Regions from separate parts of the Pan troglodytes genome. Here region 2 is linked to region 1. A link is a contact called in public HiChIP or PLAC-seq data. All regions are on one chromosome and are shown on one strand. Each heading gives the region's core, a stretch centred on a gene start, on an enhancer-like site or on the middle of the called end of the contact. The rest is flanking DNA. Distances are from core to core; before and after follow the strand shown.

Region 1 (2,744 bases), core at 158-2,657:
GTAGAAAGACAATTCTCCATGGTCAAGAGTTTAAAAGCAAACGACAACAACAAAAAACTGGCAACAGGGGGCTGTGCAAGACTACCATGTACCTATCAAACTGAAAACTACCATCCTATCCATTGATCTGCAAAGCTGTTTATCAGTGAAAAAGTTACAAATGTTTACGAATGAAACAGAAAATCTAAAAAACTGTATGTGCATTACACTTTTTAAAAATGTGTATGTATATTTAGGAATACCAAAAACACAGCAAGAACACAGGCCCATAGTAAACATGGTTAAGAGTAACGGGGACAATCAGTGACTTTAACGTTTCACTACTCAAACAAATTTTTGCAAGACATAAAAAGTAACAATTAGTAAGATGATCTCTGTCAACTTCAACCCAAGCAAATTTCTCCAAGGGAGGTGTGGGAACCTCTGGACAGAGCCTTCTTCGAGGGCTCCATCTCCATCTCTGAGCTTCATACCCCTCCCTGCGTGAAGCAGGCATCTTCAGTGATTTTCTTCTAAGCAGCGTACACAAAAAAAAGTCTCACAATTCCCTGCAGATTACCGAGCTCACCCCATTCCAACCCACAAGGCTGCCCAGGCCTGGTTCCAGTCCCATTTTCTCCCACAGGCTGCTGCAGGAAAACAAAGAGTGGCTGGAGGCAGGGGCGGGGAGCACGGGCTCTGCAGCCAGCGCGGAAGCGCACGGCCAGAAAGAGACCAGGAACGTCCGCCAGGCTCCCGGGCTCAGCATCATCTGCGGGGGACGGCGGACCCCGCCAGGCGCGGGCTCCCAGTGGGGCGGACCCGTGGCCGCGGCCCTGCGCAGGGGACGCCCGGCCCCCGCCGACTGCGGCTTCCAGGCGACTCCCCAGTCGGCTGTGCCTGGCCGCCGGCCGGCTAGGGGCGCGGGTAACGCCCGACGGGCCGCCCCGCAGAGACCCCCGCTGGCGCGGCTCCGGGACCGGCGCCCTCTCAGCGGGCCCGGGCGCACAGGGCGGGGCAGCGCCTCACCTTGGGGTCGCGCTCGTAGTAGTGCTGCTGCGTGCGGATCCAGCGGCCCACGAGGTGGTCGCGCACCGTGTGCGCCAGCGCGAAGAAGTAGTCGCGGGGCGTGGCCACATTGCGGTCCTTGACCAGCGTGAAGTGCAAGTGCCGGTTGAAGCTCTTCCGCACCTCGGCCACGTCGCCTAGCCCCGCCAGGCCGCGCACGCTGATCTGCTTCCGCTTCTCGCTGTCCGTCAGCGGCTTCGCCATCGCGCCGGCGGAGGCGGAGGAAAAGAGATGGAGGAGGAAAGCGGCGGCACACGCGAACGCCGGGATGGTGCAGCTGCTCTGGCGCCGCTGCTCTGGCGCCCGGCACTGCGGCTCTGCGGGCGGGATGGGCCGCGCCTGCGCGCCGCGCCGGGGCGGGGCCTCGGGAGGGCGGGGCGGGCGTCCAGGCTCATAGCTGAGATCGCTGGTGTAGTCCGAGGCGGCAGCTACCTGTCCACGCCACCTGAGAGTGGTGTTTGCCCCCTCGTTGGGCAAGCCCGGCAGAAAGTGGGAGCGACTGGAGGGGGCAAGGGACCCGGGGCCTCGGAGCGTGCCGTCGTGGCCGCGCCTGCCAGCCCGGGGACGGTGCGGGAAGGGGGCCCTGCCCTCCGGCCCTCGGGTTCCTGGAACCTGCCCTCCCGCCCTGCACCGGGTCACCAGGTGCCCCGCGGGAGCGCGCTGGGCTCGGGCTGTGGCCGAGACCTGGTACACGTTCGGGGAAACTGATTACAGCTTGAAAGGCATCCACCAACGCCTGCTGGGCCCGGTCTTCTCTGTCCGGGGCAGGGCGGCTCTGAAAATACCAGCTACTTGCTTGCCACTCCAGGCCGATGACAGACGTGGAGAAAACCAGCTGCCAGCGAGCTGGAGACGCCCGTTCCCGAGGGCGCGAGGCAGCCACAGCCAAGTGCCACCACGACCCCGCCTCGGAGGGACCGCAGCCCCCTAGCCCTCGGAGAAACCCTGTTCCCGAAACCACCCGGCAGACGCTGTCCGCTTTGAGATTACAGCAGGGAGAAGGAAACATGCCCGTCTGGCCGGGGAGCTCAGCCACTAACCGAGACTTAGCCTCTGTCATCCCAATCCAGGCTGCAGCTCCAGCTAGGGGGCGTCTGCACACAGCTTCCCGCACTTGGCCCCGCGGAACACAGTCCTGCTGGCCTCAGCCTGTGGGAACCCTGCTTCATGTAAAGGTCACCTAAACTCTGCCTTCCCTCAACCCCTTCAAACTCTGCCTTTCCCTTCGTTCTTGGGAGGCGCTCCCTCATTGCAGTGGGTCAGTACACCCGATTTTGTGGGACCACAGGTTTGCTCCTGGTGGTCTTGGGCTGAAGGGGCTGCAAAGGTTACTGAATTTCATGGAGGTAAAAATTGCCCGCAGGAGATGTCATGAAAGTCCAGGTGCAGTAGGTTTCCTGGTGTGATGCTTCAAAGTTATCTTCTTACCTGGAGCCCCTTCCAGCTGCAGACTTCAGAGGTCGGAGGTTAATCAATCTGGAATGACCCCACAGCCCACCCAGCTCCAGCTCGGGATTCACTCCTGCACTATGTCCTAGGGATTCTGGAGCCAACAAGATCGAACTTCGGGCACAGATGGCAGGGCTGTGGGGTCCAGCTTGGCTGCAAGCTCCGAACACTGATGCAATCTCTCTGAGGGTGATCTGGCAATTCAGAAGTCATAAAAATGATAGTGCCCTATGACCACTTCTACCACT
Region 2 (2,744 bases), core at 103-2,602, 140 kb before region 1:
TGGTCTGGCCTCCATCTCCTGTGCTTAAGTGATCCACCCACCTCCGCCTCCCAAAGTGCTGAGATTACAGGCATGAGCCACTGAGCTCGGCCCATAATGTTTTTAAAAAGTATATCTGGAGATATTGACACAATTATGAATGCAGGCTGTAACACTTAGTAATACAGTCAATAAATTATTTTGCAATTTCAAAGTATCATTACAAAACTAATTTAAAAAGCAGCCGGGCGCGGTGGCTCATGCCTGTAATCCCAGCACTTTGGGAGGCCGAGGCGGGCGGATCACGGGATCAGGAGATCGAGACCATCCTGGCTACACAGTGAAACCCTGTCTCTACTAAAAATACAAAAAAATTAGCCGGGCATGGTAGCCGGCGCCTGTAGTCCCAGCTACTTGGGAGGCTGAGGCAGGAGACTGGCGTGAACCTGGGAGGCGGAGTTTGCAGTGAGCCGAGATCGCGCCACTGCACTCCAGCCTGGGCGACAGCGAGACTCCGTCTCAAAAAAAAAAAAAAAAAAAACACTAATATCAAAAGCTGTTGAATTTCTAAACGCATTTCCAATTGACCTTTATCAATTGCCAATAGTTTTCAAAGTGACAAATACTGAAATTTCTAACGTTACTTTGGAATAAGCAAATATCTCTCTTGGTTATAGATCATCTGTAAAACTAAGGCCATATTGAAGAAAGCCAAAGTTATAAAACTAAATTTGTGAAACAGCCCTTTATTCTTTCCTTTTCTCTTTCTAGGATGGGTTGAATTAGTACTAAATTTGGGTTTCATAAGGGCGAATTTATCTTTGAAATGGATTTTCCTCCCATCAGGTAGTCTTAATTGCTTTATAAAAATCTAAAATCTAACACAGGTTTTTAAAAAGTAAATTTTTCAAGCAGTTCATTTCCAGATGTTCGGCCCAAAAGTAAACAGTATATACATTTACTTCAAATTAAAAACTGACGACCGGAAAGCATACTTTTAAAGGTAATGTCCTTTAAAAGAATTAAGAATCACGAGAACGGAACTGCTATTTGCTACCTCTGGGTTTCCGTTCACAGAAGCGCGAGGGGCCCAGCGCTGCGGCTCTGCCTCGCTGGGCCACCCCTTTCGGGCACGACCGGGAGCGGGTGCTCCTCACACCGAGCGCCCGGGCGAGCACAGCTGCAGCCTGGGGATGGAGCCCAGAGCCCTGCCCTGCAGATGACGCGCCGCTGCAGCTTCGCCCACCCTCCCACAAAATGGCTGCGGGTGGCGCCAGGGATGCTGGGCGCGCGCTCCTTGGAACTAGAGAGGAGGTGGCCGGGGCGGGGCCGGGGGAGGGGGGTAGGGCAGAGCCGGCGGGAGCCCGGCGCTGATTGGCTGGCCTGGCTGGCGGGCCCCCGCCGCTGGTTCGTAGCCGGCGCAGCGGCCTGGGCTGGGATGTGAGGAGCGGCGGGTTCCGGGCTCCGGTCTCCGGGTGGCGGCGGCTGTGAGCGGCGGCACTGCGGCGCAGGCGGCGGAGGCCAGCGGGCGCCGTCGGCGGCTGGCCCTGTCGGCCGCGGGATGAGGAAGCGGACCGAGCCCGTCGCCTTGGAGCATGAGCGCTGCGCCGCCGCGGGCTCGTCCTCCTCCGGCTCGGCCGCCGCGGCGCTGGACGCCGACTGCCGCCTGAAGCAGAACCTACGCCTGACGGGCCCGGCGGCGGCTGAGCCGCGCTGCGCAGCCGACGCGGGAATGAAGCGGGCGCTGGGCAGGTGAGGCTTCGCGCGGAGCGGGGGCGGGGGGGGCGGTTCCTCACTTTGCGCAGGTGCGTCCCGCAGGGGGCCGCTGTACCTCCCAGCCCCTCCCAGAGTGGCCGTCCGCCCGATCCGCGGCCGCCCCCGTCCGCGCCTGTGTCCCGCATTTGGCCCGCGGCAGCCCCACCCCCGCTCCCTTCCCCAGGCACCGCGGCGGGAGCGCCCTGCCCTGCAGCTGACCCCCTGTGTCCTAATCCGGCCCTATCGCCAGGCACTCCCGGCCTAGCCTTGCACCCCGACCCTTTCCCGGGGAAGCCGGGGGGACCCTTACGCTGGGGGCTTGGCGCCGCCCGAAGTCATGACCCCGCGTGGGAGAGCAGGGTTAGGGGGTGGGGAGTCCTTGGAAGATCCCTGGACGCCAAGCACAGCAGAGGCGGGAGGCAGAGGGGCCGGCGCCAGACCCTGAGAGCGCTGGGGCCCACTCGGACCTCCTCCTCCTGCTCTGCATCAGGCCCCACACCGAGCGCCCGGGCGGGCGCCCCTCGGGCTGGGCTGCGTGCGCGGAGCCTTACTGGCGCCTTGGGCCCTCGGCGGCTCTCCCCGGTAACTAGGGTCGGGGGCGTGCGTCGCTCAGAACTCGGGGACCTTTGGGGAAGGGCTCAGTGGGCCGCGGGGTGCTAGGGGGAGGAGGGACTCGGAGCATCGCAGCCGTCGGAGGGAAACCTGTCCTTCGCTCTGCTGGTGATGGTTCGTGGTACTTGAAATCTGTCCGCACAAGTTCGCCTCCTTGGGAATCATCTCGCAGTCCTGAGTCGTTTGGTTATTGGCGTTCAATAACCTTTGGGTTATTGGGTAGAAGATGAATGCGTTTATATAAAGCCACTTTCAAAACTGAGATGGGAACGTGTTTCATAGGGACAGATTTCTCCTCCCATCTGCTGGTTTCCTAGTTATCTGGCTGTTGTAGAACGTAGCATTCCTAAAAGCTTTTGAAGCCTTGCTACTTCGTGGTGGTTTGAAGAAGTTACTAT

Evidence for each region. HiChIP or PLAC-seq counts read pairs in DNA pulled down with a chosen protein or histone mark.
Region 2: an H3K4me3 HiChIP or PLAC-seq map of stem cell-derived excitatory neurons shows a contact between it and region 1, with 2.8 times the contacts expected there. The contact joins the promoter of ABHD12 here to the promoter of PYGB in region 1. A contact is called at or near these places in 1 of 7 Hi-C or Micro-C datasets (stem cell-derived neural progenitor cells) and 1 of 1 datasets of contacts at active chromatin or transcription factors (stem cell-derived excitatory neurons).

What each region holds. Positions count from the first base shown.
Region 1 is chr21:31,779,143-31,781,886 of NHGRI_mPanTro3-v2.0_pri, reverse strand. PYGB (glycogen phosphorylase B) reads right to left here and starts at 1,407. Exons shown (of 20, transcript XM_016937584.3): 1 at 1,009-1,407. The coding sequence starts at 1,251.
Region 2 is chr21:31,923,975-31,926,718 of NHGRI_mPanTro3-v2.0_pri, reverse strand. It overlaps ABHD12 (abhydrolase domain containing 12, lysophospholipase), which reads left to right and starts at 1,352. Exons shown (of 13, transcript XM_016937585.3): 1 at 1,352-1,731. The coding sequence starts at 1,541.